Regions from separate parts of the Mus musculus genome. Here regions 2 and 3 are each linked to region 1. The links are chromatin contacts, called in public Hi-C and promoter capture Hi-C maps. All regions are on one chromosome and are shown on one strand. The core of a region is the stretch at or near the end of the contact, and the rest is flanking DNA. Distances in the headings are between cores, read along the strand shown. Region 1 holds the start of H2-Eb2 (histocompatibility 2, class II antigen E beta2). Region 2 holds the start of Ehmt2 (euchromatic histone lysine N-methyltransferase 2). Region 3 holds the start of D17H6S53E (DNA segment, Chr 17, human D6S53E).

Region 1 (2,700 bases), core at 19-2,518:
ATTATATGTATGATAGAGGGTATCTAATATATATGAAGAGCTAAAAAGGTAAAGCCAAAACATCAGGAAAATAAGAAAACAAAATAGATCTCAGCAGAGTGTTTTCAAAGGTGAAATATATCAGAGAAACAGTTTAAAATGTTCAACATTCATTTTTATTTTTATTTTATTTTATTCTTATTTTCATTTAATAGGGGGTTGTATATGTGTAATACTTGTTTTCTGTTCTGATTTATTTGGTACACAGAGATGGGAGGAGAGAGGGAGAGAGAGAGAGAAAGAGAGAGAAAGAGAGAGAGAGAGAGAGAAAGAGAGAGAAAGAGAGAGAGAGAGAGAGAGAGAGAGAGAGAGAGAGAGAGAGAGAGAGAGAGAGAGAGAGAGAGAGATATCATAAAGTTGGGTGATGAGGAATGGCGGGAGGAACTGAGGGAAAACATAATCAAAGTGTATTCTATGAAGTTTTCTTTTTAACAAAAGTTTTAAGAGATAGCACCAGGAATAGCTCTGAGTACAGATTTGGGCACCTAAAAACTCACTCAATGAATTGTAGTGACATTTATTGCAGGGTGGCAAATCCTACTTCAAGAACTACCAAGATAGATAAAGAGGGACCATCAGAACAGTGGATTAATCTTGGAGTTCCTATTCTGAACTGTCACTCAAAGCACATTCTTGATCTAGGTCGTCACCGTTACTTAACATAATGTGTAATCATCATGCAGCACACGGTTCACATTTCACAAATACTATGATTGTATTTTATACTGTAATTCACACTTTATGTTCAGTGATTGTCTTCGTTCTAACCTTATATGCACACATTAGCAAAGAGTTCTTATGACCTTTCTTAGGATAAAGCAGAAGGCAAGTAAATGTTAGAGGATTTCCCTCAGCAGATGGGGAAGTCATAGGAGGAACCCCAACTGGGACTGGACTCTCACAGGTTCAGTTAGCCTGAGGCAGACTGATGGTGTCAAGGCTGCCATCAATCAGAGTTGGTGGCTCAGTACAGCGTCCATGCAACTGCTGCAGAGCCACACTGATCAAAGCTTCTAGGCTCTGAGCTGAAGCAGTCTGTCTGCTTAACAAAGGAAACTGGAAATTTCAGAAAGACCTTCACTCTGCGCCTCTGACCAGCAACTGATGCTGCTGGTGCTCTTGGCTGCTGATTGGTTCTTCAGCACTGAAGGTGCCCAACCCAGCACCAGTGGGTGGAGTCTCTCACCCTTGCCAGTCAGCCAGGTTGGCCTGCCTCTCTAGCAACCAACCTCTCCTCTCCTCAAGCATGGTGTCTCTGTGGCTCCCCAGAGGCCTCTGTGTGGCAGCTGTGATCCTGAGTCTGATGATGCTGACCCCTCCGGTGATTTTAGTCAGGGACCCACGACGTAAGTGCACCACCTCTCATGTTCTGAGTTGCTAGGGGTTGGGAACAAAGGGGCTAGCTTCATTTTGTCTACAATTGGTTTTAAAAAAACTTCTCAGTTTTTCTTTGATCACCTCTCTTAATCATACGAATCTCATATTATTTCCATATAAAAGTGTCTTAGATGTTCTTTTGAGACCCATGAATGGAATTGACACATGGGTCATATTCCTTCCCTCCTCATGTGTCCGGTCAACACTGACATCACATTTCCTACATGAAAACGACAGGGCACTTAAATAAGGACCTGTATAGCACCTGTCTGAAATGTTAAGTTGGAAAATTTCCCTGAAGATTTCATGAGCAATTAAGGGGAGTTGGGGGGCCCTGTCCTAAAGACTGTGCTGTGCCCTTACTGGGATCTGTGGCCTGATCTCGTCTCCCTGAATCCCAGAGTTTTTGAAACCTCCATCCCCGTGCTGGGATGCTGTCAGGGGAAGTAGTCAGGGTTCTCTCTCTGCTGTTGATGGCACCCTAGAGCGGACCCTGGGACTTAATATTTGAATCTGCCTCCTAGACAAGGAATACAGATAATATACTCTTGGTACCTGAAACTTAACAGTTCTTCTGAAACAGTGCACTGTGTCTCAAGCATCAACTGCATTTCTGCCTGAGGGTGAAGGAGAGGATCCACCTGGTTTCAGATGTGAAGTTCTATTTTCATATAGAAAATATGTCAGAATCAACAGTTACATGTGGTTCAAACTGAGTACCCAGAGCCTGGGGGTTGGGGCCAGACAGCGTGAAGGCTGCTAATGTCTCCTGGGGTTAGAAGACAGTCAGGAAATAAAGTGTCTGGTGTTGTGCGACTTCCCCAAGCTTTGAAGGTTCCATTGCTCACCTTCTCGTCTCAATTATCTGTGTGGGCTTGTTGGTCCTCACTACATCTCTCTGCCCTTTCCATGCACTGTGTAAAGGTCATCCTTGTCTAATTCAAGTGCTGATATTTTGCCCTCATATCTTGTTTCAATCCAGACATGGCCATGTAATGGTCATACCAAGAACCTCCTCTCTCATGTTTGTGTAAATAATTCTTATCGTTTCTTTTATGCCTTGTCAATAAATACTGATCATGCAATGGCTGGGCAGAAGAGAGAATAGGGTGGGACATCTGCCAATCAGAGGAAGGATTTGGAGCCATGAGGAAGAGATTTGGAGAAAGACCATGGAAACACCCCTGAAGCCAAATGAGCCATATCAATAATAATATGCATGAGACATGGCATGTTGGCCAGATTAGCATAGAAGGTGAAGGCAGATCATTTAACTGCTCAGCT
Region 2 (2,700 bases), core at 151-2,650, 570 kb after region 1:
TAAACCATGCGGGGTTTGGTGGCAGTGCAAGCCATGGGCCACAGGTGACCAGTGAACCCACAGAGATGGCAAAAGGGCATCTGTTGCATATTTTTGCTCAAGTTTTAAGGAAAGTTGAAATACCAGCTAAACTTATAGTTGATTACCTAGAAGACTACAATTCCCAGAAAGCTCTGAAAAGTTTTTAATCCAAAGAGGACTACAGTTCCCATAAGATGCCGAATTGGCCTTGGGCCCAGTAACATAAGTACCTGTCTGTCCAATATTGTGTGAGCAACCATACAGGCATTTTCAAGCTTTGGCTAGGACTTAATGCCTGGAGGGGGATGGTGCCCTCGATAGTGTTCAGGGTTGTATACTTGCTGTGTCTACCATCATACTTAAGCTGTCTGCTGGACCATGACCCCCCCCCTCCATGGAGAAGTATTTGGGCAGAAATAGTTACTGTCAATAGATTGAGGTCTCCGCTGCATTCAGTTGACATATCTAGTGCAACCGAAGACACTTCCCCCAGATTTCCAAAAGCACACTGACCCAGAAGTAAAGGTGTCTTCCGTGAGTCTCTGTCGCCCCTTCTTGTGCACTAAAGTTCAAAACTGATATAGTCCCAGCCTTCTATCTGGCGGCTCAGAACGGGAAAGGCACACGCGGCAGCTGCAAAGGCTCAGGCTACACGTGTTCCCAAAACCGGGCGGGGACAGGGAAGCCACAGCCCAGTCGAGCCTCACCCTTGCTCCCGGCGGAGCCCAGGCTAGGAGCGAACGCCCTCTCCCCTACAGGCCCCAGTTCTGGACCTCCAGGGCCATTCTGGGGGGCAAAAATGGCCAAGAGGCCCGCAGCGGCTCCTTTAAGGCGTCTTCTCGCCCTCCCTCCTTGTCCACGTGACCCGGGGCGGCCGCGCGCCGGCTCGGCCCCCCGCGCAAGCGGCGATGGCGGCGGCGGCGGGAGCTGCTGCGGCGGCGGCCGCCGAGGTGCGGAAGGGGAGGGGGAGAGGCGGGTGCATGCCCGCGCGCGCGCCCGGGGGAAGCGCGCGCTCGTGCAATGCTCCGGGGGTGCAACGGGGCCGGGGGGCCCGAGCCGAACTTACAGCAAACCAGGGGGCCAACACCGGGGGCGGATGAGGGGACCAGGGGGTGGGAGGTGGGGGGAGTGGGCGCCGAGTCGCACGTGCCGCCGCCCGCTGCCCCTGCGTGGGCGGTGGGCACCGCGACCCCGGGAGCCCGCGCGAGGGGCGCGAGGGGCCGTCCGCCGGGCTGGGGCGCAGCGGGCGTTGCAGGGGTTGGTGGCCGGGGTCCCCGCGGCCTGGGGGACAAAGGGGGAGCGGCGCGTGCAGCCGGGAGGAGGGGGCGGGGCCGGGGCGCGGAGGCCCCGCCCCCTCCCCCTCCTCTGCTCCCGGCCCCAGAGATGCGGGGTCTGCCGAGAGGGAGGGGGCTGATGCGGGCCCGGGGGCGGGGGCGTGCGGCCCCCACGGGCGGCCGCGGCCGCGGTCGGGGGGGCGCCCACCGAGGGCGAGGTAGGCCCCGAAGCCTGCTCTCGCTGCCCAGGGCCCAGGCGTCTTGGGCCCCCCAGCTGCCTGCCGGGCTGACCGGCCCCCCGGTTCCTTGTCTCCCCTCCCAGGGGGAGGCCCCCGCTGAGATGGGGGCGCTGCTGCTGGAGAAGGAGCCCCGAGGAGCCGCCGAGAGAGGTGAGTGCAGCAGGAGCAGGCCCGACCGGACCTCCACCCTCCCCACCCCCAACACGGGATCCCGGGAGCTTTCAGCCCTGAACTTTTTCTTTTCCCCTCCCGACAGTTCATAGCTCTTTGGGGGACACCCCTCAGAGTGAGGAGACCCTTCCCAAGGCCAACCCCGACTCCTTGGAGCCTGCCGGCCCCTCCTCTCCGGCCTCTGTCACTGTCACCGTCGGCGATGAGGGGGCTGACACCCCTGTCGGGGCCGCATCACTCATCGGGGACGAACCCGAGAGCCTGGAGGGAGATGGGGGTCGCATCGTGCTGGGTGAGAGACTGGGGAGTGAGGGAGACGGGGCGCAGAGGGGCTTTCTGCATGCCTGCTCACCCTGCACCCCCTTTCTGCCTGCCTCTTTTCTAGGCCATGCCACAAAGTCGTTCCCCTCTTCCCCCAGCAAGGGGGGTGCCTGTCCCAGTCGGGCCAAAATGTCAATGACAGGGGCAGGAAAGTCGCCCCCCTCGGTCCAGAGTTTGGCCATGAGGCTGTTGAGCATGCCCGGGGCCCAGGGAGCTGCAACTGCTGGGCCTGAACCCTCTCCGGCAACAACTGCCGCCCAGGAGGGGCAGCCCAAAGTGCACCGAGCCCGGAAAACCATGTCCAAACCTAGCAACGGACAGGTGAGAGTGTGGAAGTTGGGGTGGAGAGACTTGGGGAGTCTCTGGGTCGGATTTTTTGTTTTGTTTTGTTTTTGTTGGTGGTTTGTTCTTTTGGGTTTTTTTTTTTTTTTTTTTCCTTCTTCCGGGATTTAGCCTTAGACCTCTTGTATTCAGATTTTTTTTTTCGAATTTACCAATAGGCTACCAAGTGTCAGCTGTTGGGCTGGGCCTCTGTGAGCAGAGTAATTGTCGGCTTCCTGGAGTTTGTGTTCTTTGGGGAGGGGTGGTCAGCAGAGGAGACTGACAGATGTAGAATTAATTATATAGTTATTGTCCTAATTACACAAATGACTGGGCAGGATCAGCCTTCCCAA
Region 3 (2,845 bases), core at 69-2,568, 800 kb after region 1:
AGGGGCGGGCATAGCTTGGTTAGAGCACCTGCCTAACACTGGGAAGACCCTGGGTGGGGCCCCTCTCCAAGACAAGATGCATCCAAAAGATGCTGCTGACATTGGGAGAAAAGCCAAAGATACTTTGCTCTGCTCTGCCTGATACAAACCTTGAACTTGAGGAAGCCAGCTGTGATGAAGTGTAATACCTTGTGGTAGGGAAGTTAAAAGTCCCCAGAGAGGAAGTAGAGTCCTGCAGGATTGGCCAATACAACTAATGTCATCCAACCTGTGTGACATTCTAGCTGTGACCAGAGCTCTGACCTCCCAGATAAAAAGTTCAAGATGAACTTTTTTTCTTTTTGTTTTTTGAGACACAGTCTCTCACTATGTGTAGACCAGGCTGGCATCAAACTCAGCTAAAACTGGTTCTGGAGTGCTACATGGGGCTTAACCTAGGGCTTCATACCTGCTTACTGAGTTAGGATTCCAAGGCTTAAGGCAGTCCTAAGAGATCATTTCACTCCCTGAAAACCAGGCAATATGCTTTTCTACACTTCTCTTACGTACTTGGCACCCCCAATCCCTTGAGATGCTTATACAGAGTGCTAGGAACATGAAAGCTTTCAAATCCCAGTCTGGAAGGCCAAAGGGCGGCTGCTTAAATCACGTGGCTCCTGTTATTTACCTTTCTGGACCAGCATTACAAGATATCTCAGGTGAGAAATGGAGGAATGGCGGGGGTTGTGAGAAAGAACCACAGAGAGGCTGGAATCGTCACACAGGGAAGCAGTGGCAAGAGGATCGACTCAAAGGCAGTCTGGGCAACATATGTCCAAGCCTTTCCTGAGCTATATATATCCTGAGCTATATATATATATATATATATATATATGGATCTAAGCTACATATATAGGGGACCTGTCCTTAAAAACAAAGCTGGGCAGTGGTGCAGCGTGCCTTTAATCAAGGAGACAAGAGGCGGGCAGATCTCTTTTGAGTTCAAGGCCAGTCTGGTCTACCGAGCTAATTCAAGATAGCTAAAGTTACATTGAAAAACAAAACAAAAAAATCCCAAACTAAGGGCTAGAATACCTAACCAGTGTCAGCGGCGGGAAGGTCTGGGAGGTGAGCAGCCGAACCCGGGTTCGTGCTCAGGGTCTGGTCTTAGGTGGTCCTCTCTCTACGCCTGCGCTAGTGAATCGCGGGGGCTTCGGAGGAGGTCGCTCTGTCGAGTCCGCCTCACGGGTTGCGGAGCTCCGCCCCCGCTGGTCCCTCCCGACCCGGTACAGCTGCTTCCGGGCTCGCACGGCTCCCGGAGGCCGCTCCCCGGACGCTGGGCCCCACAGCTACTCGCTGCGCGAGCACCCAGACGCCTGGGTCCCCAGGTAGGCCTGTACTGTGTCTTGCGTCTGCGATCTCCAAGGACATCTCTGTTCTGACCTTGCGGAGGCCGCGTCTCAGCTGCGCCCTCGCGGGACAGTAGGGCCACTTTTTGGAATGATAGCTTCCTAAGTTAAGGGATGCACTTAACTGACTGGAGTTCGCTAGACACTTCCATCCCGTCTTCCTCTCAACAGAGACTTCCTGTTCCTTGAGCTCCCTTGGGCAGCGATTTGAAGGTTCCTCAGTTTCAGGACCGAAGGACCCTGGGCCACCACCTTCTTTCCTTCAATGGAACACCACCTCTCCCCTTTCTGGGGCACCTTGGGATGTGGTCTTGGTGAGTGAAACTTGGGGTGCTGACTGCTGGGAAGGAAATCTGAAAGCACAGAACATTGTGGGGGTGACCCTGGCCTTATCGGGCTCTAGAAGTCTTGTTAGTGTGTGGGGTGGCAAATGGATTTCTTTTCCCTTAGACTGACACGGAAGCAGGCCATTTACCACACTTGGGGCTGTGTGAGTCCTTTCTGAATTCAGAGTAGGACAATATCACCAAGCAGACACCTCTTCTGAACCGGAACTGATTCTGGCTTCGGAGGAGATCCTGAGAATCTTACGCAGAGTCAGGAAGTGGTCACAGATTTGGGAAGCGCATTGCACAGCTCAGTCATGTTCCTTCGACGGCTTGGTGGCTGGCTACCTCGACCTTGGGGTCGAAAGAAATCAACAAAGGCTGATTTGCCTGCCCCAGAACCCAGATGGGTGGACAGCTCCCCGGAGAATTCGGGGAGTGACTGGGACAGTGCTCCAGAGACCATGGGAGATGTGGGGCCCCTTAAGACCAAGGATTCAGGAACACGGAGACCCCCCGGGGCTGCTCCAGAGTCTAGCAGGGACCTCAAAGTGGATCAACTGGGGAGCAAAAGAATGGATTCCCTCAAGCGGGACAAGACTGCCTCTACCATTCAAGAGCCTGCAAGACTGGAGTCTGGAGGGGCCATTCCCAAACTAGACTGGGATCCTGTGGATTCAGGTGGCGTGAAGAACCTTGGAGTGTCCGCTCAAGGGAGACTAGGCACCATTGGGCCAGAAGCCCTGTTGGAGAAACCTGGTCGCCGTCAGAAGCTGCTGCGTTGGTTACGGGGGGAACCAGGGGCTCCTTCACATTACCTGCAGGACCCAGAGGAGTACCTGCAGATCTCTACCAACTTGACCCTGCACCTGCTGGAGCTGCTTGCCACAGCCCTGCTGGCTCTGTGCTCCAGGCCACTCCGAGCCATCTTGGATGCTTTGGGCCTTCGAGGACCTGTGGGCCTCTGGCTTCATGGGCTGCTATGTTTCCTGGCCGCCCTACATGGGCTCCACGCTGTGCTGAGCTTACTTACTGCCCACCCCCTGCATTTTGCCTGCCTCTTTGGCTTGTTGCAGGCCCTGGTGCTGGCTGTCAGCCTCCGGGAACCTGTTGAAGATGAGGAGACCGCTG

Evidence for each region. Promoter capture Hi-C pulls out the DNA fragments that hold promoters and counts their contacts. Hi-C and Micro-C count contacts between places; a contact is called where the count stands out from the background.
Region 2: a Hi-C map of B cells shows a contact between it and region 1, with 10 read pairs. The contact joins the promoter of Ehmt2 here to the promoter of H2-Eb2 in region 1.
Region 3: a contact with region 1 is called in a promoter capture Hi-C map of stem cell-derived epiblast-like cells, with 4 times the contacts expected there. The contact joins the promoter of D17H6S53E here to the promoter of H2-Eb2 in region 1. A contact is called at or near these places in 1 of 39 promoter capture datasets (stem cell-derived epiblast-like cells) and 1 of 9 other capture datasets (pancreatic islet).

What each region holds. Positions count from the first base shown.
Region 1 is chr17:34,324,407-34,327,106 of GRCm38.p6, forward strand. H2-Eb2 (histocompatibility 2, class II antigen E beta2) reads left to right here and starts at 1,269. Exons shown (of 5, transcript NM_001033978.3): 1 at 1,269-1,385. The coding sequence starts at 1,286.
Region 2 is chr17:34,897,570-34,900,269 of GRCm38.p6, forward strand. It overlaps Ehmt2 (euchromatic histone lysine N-methyltransferase 2), which reads left to right and starts at 1,401. Exons shown (of 27, transcript NM_145830.3): 1 at 1,401-1,684; 2 at 1,791-1,997; 3 at 2,091-2,347. The coding sequence starts at 1,405.
Region 3 is chr17:35,125,084-35,127,928 of GRCm38.p6, forward strand. It overlaps D17H6S53E (DNA segment, Chr 17, human D6S53E), which reads left to right and starts at 1,319. Exons shown (of 3, transcript NM_033477.2): 1 at 1,319-1,367; 2 at 1,560-1,702; 3 at 1,839-2,845. The coding sequence starts at 2,032. It overlaps Gm20522 (predicted gene 20522), which reads right to left and starts at 1,260. Exons shown (of 3, transcript NR_168268.1): 1 at 1,075-1,260; 2 at 150-232.